Regions from separate parts of the Sus scrofa genome. Here regions 2 and 3 are each linked to region 1. A link is a contact called in public Hi-C data. All regions are on one chromosome and are shown on one strand. The core of a region is the stretch at or near the end of the contact, and the rest is flanking DNA. Distances in the headings are between cores, read along the strand shown. Region 1 holds the start of HAPLN3 (hyaluronan and proteoglycan link protein 3). Region 2 holds the start of ABHD2 (monoacylglycerol lipase ABHD2). Region 3 has its middle 47 kb from the start of MFGE8.

What was found. A called contact is a pair of places that touch in the nucleus more often than the background predicts.
Region 2: a Hi-C map of liver shows a contact between it and region 1, with 4 times the contacts expected there. The contact joins the promoter of ABHD2 here to the promoter of HAPLN3 in region 1. A contact is called at or near these places in 2 of 47 Hi-C or Micro-C datasets (heart right ventricle and liver).
Region 3: a contact with region 1 is called in a Hi-C map of subcutaneous adipose tissue, with 2.2 times the contacts expected there. The contact joins the enhancer-like site here to the promoter of HAPLN3 in region 1. A contact is called at or near these places in 2 of 5 promoter capture datasets (fetal skeletal muscle and liver), 16 of 47 Hi-C or Micro-C datasets (alveolar macrophages, embryonic fibroblasts, epiblast stem cells and 9 more) and 1 of 2 datasets of contacts at active chromatin or transcription factors (skeletal muscle).

The regions. Positions count from the first base shown.
Region 1 is chr7:54,535,863-54,539,036 of Sscrofa11.1, forward strand. It overlaps HAPLN3 (hyaluronan and proteoglycan link protein 3), which reads right to left and starts at 1,567. Exons shown (of 6, transcript XM_001925622.7): 1 at 1,150-1,567; 2 at 938-1,046. The coding sequence starts at 1,312.
Region 2 is chr7:54,654,042-54,657,215 of Sscrofa11.1, forward strand. ABHD2 (monoacylglycerol lipase ABHD2) reads left to right here and starts at 1,653. Exons shown (of 11, transcript XM_001925989.7): 1 at 1,653-1,870. It also overlaps LOC102161272.
Region 3 is chr7:54,599,950-54,603,123 of Sscrofa11.1, forward strand. No RefSeq gene overlaps it. Among named protein-coding and RNA genes, the nearest start is that of MFGE8, 47 kb to the left of the region's middle. Within about 2 kb of position 1,597, at least 40 of the 83 cell types and tissues checked have an H3K27ac peak or open chromatin away from gene starts, as enhancers often do. A contact at or near this core is called in alveolar macrophages, embryonic fibroblasts, fetal liver and 4 more, where this site is marked.

The DNA of each region.
Region 1 (3,174 bases), core at 317-2,816:
TTTGACTTGGATGCCCCCAGTTTGGGCAAGGCTTACAAGCGCCTTTGAAAACTGTGGCTCCCGCGGAGTGGAAGCTGGAGGTGTTTCCTACCAGCTTTGCCAGCAACTGGCCCGTGCAGAGCCCCGGGAGTGGGGCCAGGGTGCCACTCAGTCCCCTCCCCTGCCGCAGAGGGTGAAGGCACTCTGGAGGTCAGTGCTGGACACCAGGCTGGGTCACAGGTCGGGTCCACCCAGGGAGTCGATGACAGAGCTGGGTCCAAGTGCTCTGCGCCGTTTCCTTCCAGGCTGCTTACGAGCCCTGAATTCCTCCCTGAGCAACGCATCTCCCACCCAGGGCTCCCCACTCGCCACCCTCCCGGCCCCTCTGCTGTGCCTGAGATAGAGACCCCGGCGAATCCAAGCCCGAAACCGACAGCACCTGCTGCGTTTGCCCTGGAACAGCCAGAGCAGACCGGCGATGCCGAAAGGCGCACTTCGCTTGCCCGCTCTGCCTTAGGAGGTGTCCCCAGCCCTCCCAGGGTTCCTGGGGCCCCAGAGGATCCGACACATGCCTGGGGGCAGAGCCCGGATCGCTGTGGTGGAGGCTGCAGGCCCGAGACTGGATGAGATCGGAAGGGACCTGGTGGCTCCCAGAGGGAAAGGGGCTGGACCGGGCAGTGGTCTCCGAGGCCACGGGTTTCCCTTGGGATTTGTCTCCTCTCCCACAAAGGTCTGTGCACAGGGTCTAACGCAAGTCAGCTCGCGCCCCGCAAGGCTCCCAGCCTGGCACCCCAGCCTGCGACCAGCTCGGCCCCGGCTCCGCGGTGCCCAGCGCACTCCTCCTGCCTGCGTCCCCAGCCCCTGCCCTGGGACGCAATGGGCCTGCGGGAGACCCAAAGCAGAAAGGGCGGAACTGGCCCAAAGGGGTCCCAGGAGCCAGGCCACCCGAGCCACGTACCGTCCCCAGGCGTCTGGCTCTTGACGTCTCGAGTGCTCCTGGCTGCAAGCTGACCAGGTCCGAGGAAGCGGACAGATTTGAGGGTCTTGAACGGCCTGAAGGGAAGGGGCTGCGAACAAACCCCCGCGCTTCTTTAAAGAGCCAACTCCTTAAAGAAACACACGCCCCTTTTTCCTGCCCTCTGGGCCCAGCCCAAGGGAGGAGGTGCCTACCGACGCGGGCTGTCTCCAGGCTCGGCCGGGGACCACCCCCAACCCTCGGAACTGCCGGCCGTGCGGTGAAGGGAGGAGGGTCCGGGCCTTGAGCGGCTGTCCCATCTGGGGGAAGGAGGTGCGGGGGGATGGAAGAGGAGCCTCTGTAGAGGGAGGGTCTCATTAGAACGTTCTGGCTTTGCCAAAAGCCATGGGACTAAGCAGGAGGAGCCCCTCTCCACCCTCGGCAGGCAGGCTCCGACTGCCCCCCACCTGCAGGAGAGGGAGGGCTGAGCATGCTATATGCCTGCCTTGTCCCCCATAGAAGGCAAGGGGTCGCTGACAGTCCTCCTGCCCCGGAATTTGGCCACCGGAAATGGCCCGCCAACCTCCTCACTCACGGTCAGGTACAGGCACGCGGCCTCTGGTAGGCGGGGCTTGAATGAGCAGCCCTGGGGGAAGGGGATCCAAGGGATAAGGGATGGTGCTGCCAGAGGCCCCGCAGGAGCGATGGGCCTTCTGATTGGCCCTCTAACAGGGGCGGAACCCTGCCTTAGACGCCTGACCTGTCAGCAAGGCCATCAGGCAGCCACTTCCCAGGATGCCTCTGTTTGGACGGGGTGATTTTTTTCCCCTCCAGATCGACGGGGAGGCTTGGCCTGGACAGCCCTATCATTTCCGCAGCAGCAAAGCCTCAGGAGGTCCTTCAGCCTCGGCTGGGAGCTGGCCAAGTGGTCACTGAACCCAGAGCCTCTTTCTAAACACAATTTTGACAGCCCGTGTGGGGGTGTGTGTGTGTGTGGGGGGTGTTGCACACACGCAGCCAGGAGTAAATCACAGCATGAAGAGCTGCGGTGGATGAGATTAAATTGCACCAAAGTGAATGGCAGCATGATGAACAAAAGGGAACCAATGAAGGTTCCTCCACAAGGAAGAGAGACCCGTCTGAGCACTGGACGCAAGAGGACTGGCAAGAGAAAAAAAACAGGACATGAGTTCCAAGGAGGAAACTCACAAGCTTCTCTGCCACCAGGCTTTGCATAGGTGTTTGCATACATTCTCTCCATCAGTTCCAAGACCATGGAGTAGGTCCTATTCCTCCCACTTTACAAACAGGGAAACTGAGGCCCAGGGAGGTTTAAGGAAATTGCCCAAGGGCACTCAAGAGCCAGGATTTGAACCCAGGTCCTCTTGACTTGAGGCCTTGTGCTCCTAACCCCTCCACTCTATTAAAACCAGGAACGGAAAGGAGACTCGACTCCCGGGAGCGGTGGGTCAAGGGCCCACAGGGGTAGGGACAGCCACAGGGGTAGGGAGAGGAATGGACAGCTGAGAAGGTCAGTTTTGCTACAACGAAGCAAGCTCAACATCCCAGCCAGTGGCAGGACTGGCCAGTAGGTGGAATCTCAGAGCTGGCTCTCAGGACTGCTGTCAGGAATAAAAACCTCAATCTGCAGAGGTGATGGTGAATGCTGGTGAAGTGGAGGTGCCTGCTCAGCAACAGCCTAGGGCAGAAGGGGTCAGAAATGAGGGGCCCCCAGTCCAGGGTCCCAGGAGGGGGACTTTCAGAAGGCCAACACATCCAAGGCTGCAAAGAGGAGTGGAAGAAGGGACTGAGAGGTGGCTTAGGCAATTCTGGGGTCACCTTGGGTCTCCTGGGCCAGGTGGGGGACTTGTGACCACTGCTCACCAGACCACCCTGCCAGCCAGCCAATGAGTCTGGCCTGCAGAAAATTCAATGCCTCAAAGAGGGACAAGTTGACACATGGGAGTGAAGCTCTGTTTCCCCCTCTGCAGGTGGGATTCCTGGGTTCTAACAAGGCTTGAACCACAATTAATTCTGGGGGAAGCAGAACCACCCCAGAGCAGAGATGCGGGGGTCGAAAGGGCTGGGGCATGGTGAAAGATGCTTCTTCCACTGTCTGCCAGTCCCCAGAAGAGGCCAGAGCAGGATGGTGGCAGGAAAGGAGACCTGAGGCCAGCAACCACCCCGAAGGAGTGACTCCAAACCCAACCCATGCGGCTCCAGGGGGCAGAGCTCTGAAA
Region 2 (3,174 bases), core at 403-2,902, 120 kb after region 1:
TATGCGAGCACGCGCGCGCGCGCACACACACACACACACACACACACACACACACACACACACACAAAGTGGCAACAGATCCAAAGCTCTTTTCTGGAAGCCCCAATTTTTTTTAACACAAAGAGTCAGAACGACAGGAGTCCCTCACTATAACCCTCTGTTCAGGTTTTTCTTTCCCCAAACGGAAGAGAATATAGAGGAATAAATAAATGCTGAAATAAAACTTTTTGTTTTAAGTAACGTGACAACTGAATGAAAAACAAAGCAGAGGATTCTTTCTCCTTCTTCCCTCGAGAGCACCATGGTATGGGTTCTCTCAAAGGTAGGCCCAAAGGAGCTGGGAAATAGCCTTGAGAGGCTATTTCCATTCATATTCTAGGACTTCCATAGCTTCGGAATGGGGAATGGGCTTCAGGAGTTCCTGACAGATTTTATGCAGTGGTTTCTGGTGCAGTGCTGATCAGCCTTCCAAAGGATATGTGGTCTCACTCCACGAAACTTGAGCCACTGGACACATGGTTGGGTGAACAGGAAAAAGGAAGCTCCATTTTTCAAAATCCTGAAATATGTTGAAAAAATTAACATGAATGCAAATACCACTTTCCTTCTCTGGCTAAAATCACAACTCCCATCTCATTCCTTGCTCTCTCTCTTCCAGCCCTACTGTGCCTTGGCAGGGTAGCCCTCTCTGCCCTTAAGCATTTGCTTTTCAAGCTAGTCAAGTGTTCTCTTCTTGGTAAAAGCACATGCCATTGCAAAAGCAGTTTCAGACTCATAGAATTTTAGAATTGGACTTAGTTCCACAAACCAATGGGTAAGTGGATGGGGAACCAGTCTTGATTGAACGCCTACTGAGTGCCAGGCACTGTTAGTGTTTACCAGAATTATTTAAACTTCTCATTAACTACTGTTGTTACTCCCAGTTGCCAAATGAAAAATAATCAGGATGCATGCAGAAAAATTAAATGACTTGCTCAGGGCCATGCAACCTGTACACACCAAGAGGGATTCCAACTCTAAGATCTGCTTCCGAAGGCTACGTTCTTCCAGGCTGCTTTCAACTGAGCAAGGGTCATCTTAAGAGCTGAAAGGACAGTGGGACAATGACTGAGGTCCACCCTGCCTGCCACGTCCCCATCATCCTTCCCTAGCTGGCAGAGGCCAGAGGCTGCTGCCTTCACATCCTTTCTTCTCCTTATGGCTTGGTGACTCACTAACTTCCCTCCTCTCTCCTGGGACACGAGCCCCAAATCTTGCCACCAGTGTCCTGAACTACAGGTGAGTCCAGCAGTCGACCTGGAGCCTTCAAGCCCGGCAGCTGAGCTACCAGCCAGCCTCCCTCCTCCCAGCCCCAGAAGACGTCTGACCTTACCCAGCCCCCCAAACCAGCTGCGGTCACAAATGCCTCCCTCTCGGTACCCCGCCTCCATCAACATCAACCACTACCCAGCTTTCCGCGCTCTTATCTTTGCCCTGCCCACTCCAGGCTGGCTTTATCCTATAGCGTCTTGACCCACTGGCTAAAGACGTCAAGAATAACCAATTGTCGTGGAGCTCTCGGCTGAGGGCTCCGCCTCCACTCTGAGGAGTAGGTCCCCTGACCAATGGGCTACCCTCTGGATGTAAAAAGCCCTCGGGGCTCATAGAGCAGAAGCCGGGCGGCCCAATGAACGGGCTAGTTTCCGTGGTTAGGGGCGTGGTAGAAGCGGTCGTCAGGGGCGGGGCGGCAGTTGCTTGGGCGGGGCCGGTAGCGGCGGGAGCTGCACTGGCCAGGGGTTCCGGCTGCATTTCCATGAGCGCCGGCGGCAGCGGCGGAGCTGCGGAGACTGGACTGAGGGCGAGCTGGGCCGCTGTAGTCAACCGCGCTCAGGTAAAGCCACGGTCGAGCTAGCTCCGCTAAGCCGCGATCGAGCCCCGGATCAGTTGGGCTAAACCCCTGAGCCCCGCGGTCCTGTCGTGGCTCGGCCCATCGCGCCGTTGCCTGCGGCTCGGGATCCTCGGGGGCCTGTCACCTGGCGCCTCGGGGGTCCCCAGGGCCGTCGGGGAGGGAAGCAGCCTGGATCACATTGGGTGGGGTACGCCTTCCTGAAAGCTCTTTGTCCCCTCTCGCCTCGGGCACAGAGGCTGGGGACATTCCCGACTGCGGCCTCCCTGCCAGCCATTCCTGCATCCGTGCGCACCCTTGGGACCTCTGGGGTCTGAGGCAGGGGTCTTGGTGAAGGAGATATGGGACCCGCGCCTATAGGGAGAGGGCCGGGGGCCTAATTACAAACCCGGAATACCGGAGGGCCCTCTGTGTTTCTGGGCTCAAGAGGCGCACCCAGGACTGATAGGTTCAAGTTGGGAGGTAGCTTTTGACCCACTTGGAGGCGCACTTAGGGAGCTCGGCCCTGCGCCCGGCACCTTTCTAGGCTCTTCGTGATCTTTCCCCACAGTGAGAGCTGTCCAGCAGCAGGCCCTGCTAGGCGAGGCAGTCACCATCTCGACCTTGGAAGTGACCAGGCAGAGGCCAAGTGACAGCCACCTGTCAGGGATGCTTAGAAAGGACTCGAAAGGGAAGACTGCATGACCCACCTGTAAGGCCCTTCTCCACTCACAGAGGCACTCTGGGTGACCTTTAATGCCTACCTTGAGAAGAGTACTGCTGGGGGTCCATTAGTTTGAAAGTGGATGTTGTGTGGTCTCAACTCTCAAGAGTCTGTGCTAGCAAAGAGAATGGACCCTGCCAAGTAGCTTATTTAGCCATCATGAAACTCCTTAATTTGAACTACGTGGGCTGCCTCTAATCATCTTCCTAATTCCTCTCTCTTGGTTGCTCCACCTCCAGTGTGTTAGTTTGACTTGCATTCCAGTAACCAGATCCAAAGGCAGGCTCCAAGATCAGACTCAGGAGAGTTGCCGGGGTGGGGGTGGGAGACTGTAGGTTTGGCAGAGTTAATGTGATCTGGCCCCGAGCTTTTTAGAGTCCAAAAGAGAAGCCATCCAGTAGCCCCCTTTCACTGCCCCCTGTCATTTGCCTGAATAGAGTAGAATAATAATCTTCTGAAGGTCAGGAGGCAGAAGCAGAACCTTAGCACAACATTTTATCTGTTTTAGGATGAATTAACCTTTGAGTAACCAGTTAGAAAGCAAGCCAGTCCAAATCCTGATCGCCAACATGGACTGGTGGCATTT
Region 3 (3,174 bases), core at 347-2,846, 64 kb after region 1:
TCTAGCCACCGGCCTACACCGCAGCCACAGCCACAGCCACGCAGGATCCGTGCCACATCTGCAATCTACACCACAGCTCAGGGCAACACCAGATCCTTAACCCACTGAGTGAGACCAGGGATCGAACCTGCAACCTCATGGTTATTAGTCGGGTTCATTAATCACTGCACCATGACAGGAACTCCTCCTTTGACCTTTCTAAGCCCAGGGGAGCAACTTTGGTGTGTTAACTTTCCTGGGCCATGGTCTGTTTATTGCTCAAAAGGCTTTTTTAGGGTCAGGAATCCTTTTGTTGGTTTCTGCAGTGGGCTGCCTTGCCAGTGACAACATTAGGGCAGCAACGGAAAAAGACACACTTCCTGTTCCTGGGTAAACCCACTCCATAGTCTTGGTGAGTAAGTTCTTTCACCATTTTCCCAATAAATGACTCACTCTCCCGGAGGCAATTCTGTGGGCACTTCCTGGACACCCACTCACCTGGAAAAACTGAGGCTGCTCTTGGTCAGAGCAGGTCTTCCGCTACCGCCATCAAGGAAGACAAGGGGGCCATTGTAGGTAGAAATGACTGCCTTCTCTCTCCTTCCCCACATTTACCTAATCCCCTCAATGCCCGGGGGGGCCTGCCCTCAGTACCCGAGTGAGCCATAAGGAACACTCAGATTTGGCTTAGGGTCTGGAGAACTGGCTAGGACAAAGAGGACCGATTTAGAATGAAAATGAAGCTAAGAGACATCCCTAGGGCTGTTCCAGCTTAACCGCAAAGGTAGCACTTCCCTGCACTTTCCTGGTAGCGGAAGCTATGAAACGCCCAAAGCACCACACTGGGTGTGCAGTTGTGTTCCTACTCAATCCCCACTGGCCACGTGCCTTGATCTCCAGCTGTAAAAAGGGGCCCCACCTCTGGCCTTTGAGATGCAGTGAGGAAACTGTGACACCCGCCCAAATTTGCTATGTGCTTCTCCCCAGCGCCCTCTAGTGGCTGACAGGACCCACTGGTTTCTCACCTCCTCTCAACCACCCCAGCTTCGGATTCTATGAGGGACTCTTTTGCAAGACAGAACGCTTCCCTGACGCTGTCACCCCGTCACACATCCACCCTCACCTCCCCACACGCTCACCACAGTAAATGTGCTTGTAAGATCTATTGCTTGAGAACATGTTTTTGAAAAGTGGCAGTTACAATGGGAGGTAAAGCATGCTATTTGCTTACAAGTCTTTGGTGTGCCTACATGTGTGTGCGCCCAGCAGCCTCGCTTTAATTTCAGGAGCTTCCCAGAACAGGAGTTACTAACCAGGTCAGGCCACTCTGGCTCTTGTATTAAAAACAGACGCTTGCTGTAGCCACGGGCTGACCGTATTTAGGCTCTGGCTGCGCAGGGCTCCATTCTTGGGGGAAGTTCCAGAAGCTGCTGTGCTCTTTCGCCAGGGCTGACTGGAATTCCCTGGAGGCGTGGTGGGGAGTCACGTGTACCCTCAGCTTCCAGGCTGGACTGCGGGGCAGAGGGGCTCTGTTGCCTGTGACCGTGTCCTGCTGTCTCTAGTGCCAGCACGCAGAGCGTGTTTAAGAATGTTCCAGAGCGTGAGGTTAGTGAGCTCCTCCCCCAGCGTTGTGGTTACTGCCACCACAACCCCCAGCGCTCTGTGAGCTCCTGCTGTGTGCAGAAGACATTTCAGGAGTTTTCAAAACGTAGAAAACAATGTCCTTGTCCTCCTAAAACATAATGGTTTTCCGGGAGAGGGGGGGGTGATGACACGAGTCCATAGGAGGAAATAATTAAAATTCTGTTTAATTCCATCAAAACCAGCTGAGTCCCTGAGGTATTTTAAAAGTGCCTTAAAAGAGCTTAGCTAGACTTGTGAGGACAGTGAGGACAAGTAAGGGGACAGTATTAAACTATAAGGGTCCGTGGTACAAAGTAGGGTAAGGTTGCATCTGTGCTAACCAGGACTCGTTCTGCTGTAAATGCCAGTCATACAAACTCACACAAACAAACAAACAAAATATTGGTTCATTGAACCAAAGGATTGGATGGATAAGAATGGGTCAGCCCCAGGGACAGCTGAATCCAGGCCTGAAATGCCTGGGGACTGCTCTCACCTCTTCCCTTCACCCCCAGGCTTTCTCCTTCCCTGTGGTCTACACAGAAGGGCTTTCTCTGCAAAGCAGGAAAACGGCCCCAGCAGATCTGGACTCACACCTTGGCTTTCTACCAAAGAGGAAAATAATTCTTCCCTTCTGGTTCTATTCAGAAGGAGAAAAATGAAAAGAACAAAGCAAAAAAGGTCTTGACACCCCACTCTTATGGGCAGAGTACTTTTTTTTTTTTTTTAGGGCTACACTGAAGGCATATGGAGGTTTCCAGGTTAGGGGTCAAATCGGTGCTGTAGCCACCTGTCTATGCCACAGCCACAGCAACTCGGGATCCGAGCCACATCTGCGACCTACATCACAGCTCACTGCAGTGCCAGATCCTTAACCAGGAATTGAATTGAGAGAGGCCAGGAATTGAATCCACGTCCTCATGGATGCTAGTCAGGTTCGTTAACCGCTGCGCCATGATGGGAACTCCTAGGCAGAGTACTTTTATTGGTAGCCCATTTAGAGTCTAGTAGCTGGCATGCAGGGAGAAATGTCCCCTGAAAGAAGGGGAAATAGTGGTCTTGGCAGCCAAAACAAGGTATGAGGTCGTGTCTCTAAGCCAGCATAAGCCATGTGATCGTTTTTTCTAGAATGAGTGTCCATGGTTTTTAACCAATTGTCAAAAGAATCCTTAACCCCAAAACTTAGCTCGAGAAGGAAATTTGGTGACCAGCCAGTTTAAGTTTCTCATTTTATAGAAGGCAATACTAAGGCACAGAGAGTTTCATTGTTTTGCCTAAGACCACACAACTATGGTGGGATTCTCCATTGGTTAGATGTAGGCTGGGGATGGGATGTGTGAGAAGGAAAAGTGAAACCTAATCTGAAGTTTAGAGTCAAGGTGATTATTTTTTAAATGGTGATAGAGCATCAGAAGAACATGTGGGGAGAAATAAAGCCCAGAATGAGGTGAGGCTTATTTTTAAAAAAGAAAAATTTTTAAATCCTCTAAAGTCAACAAGGCCTGCTTTGGTTATGTTCCAAGGCCCCACCAATGTTTGTAATCTTTGAGGAATTTTTAAGAATGGGCGAGG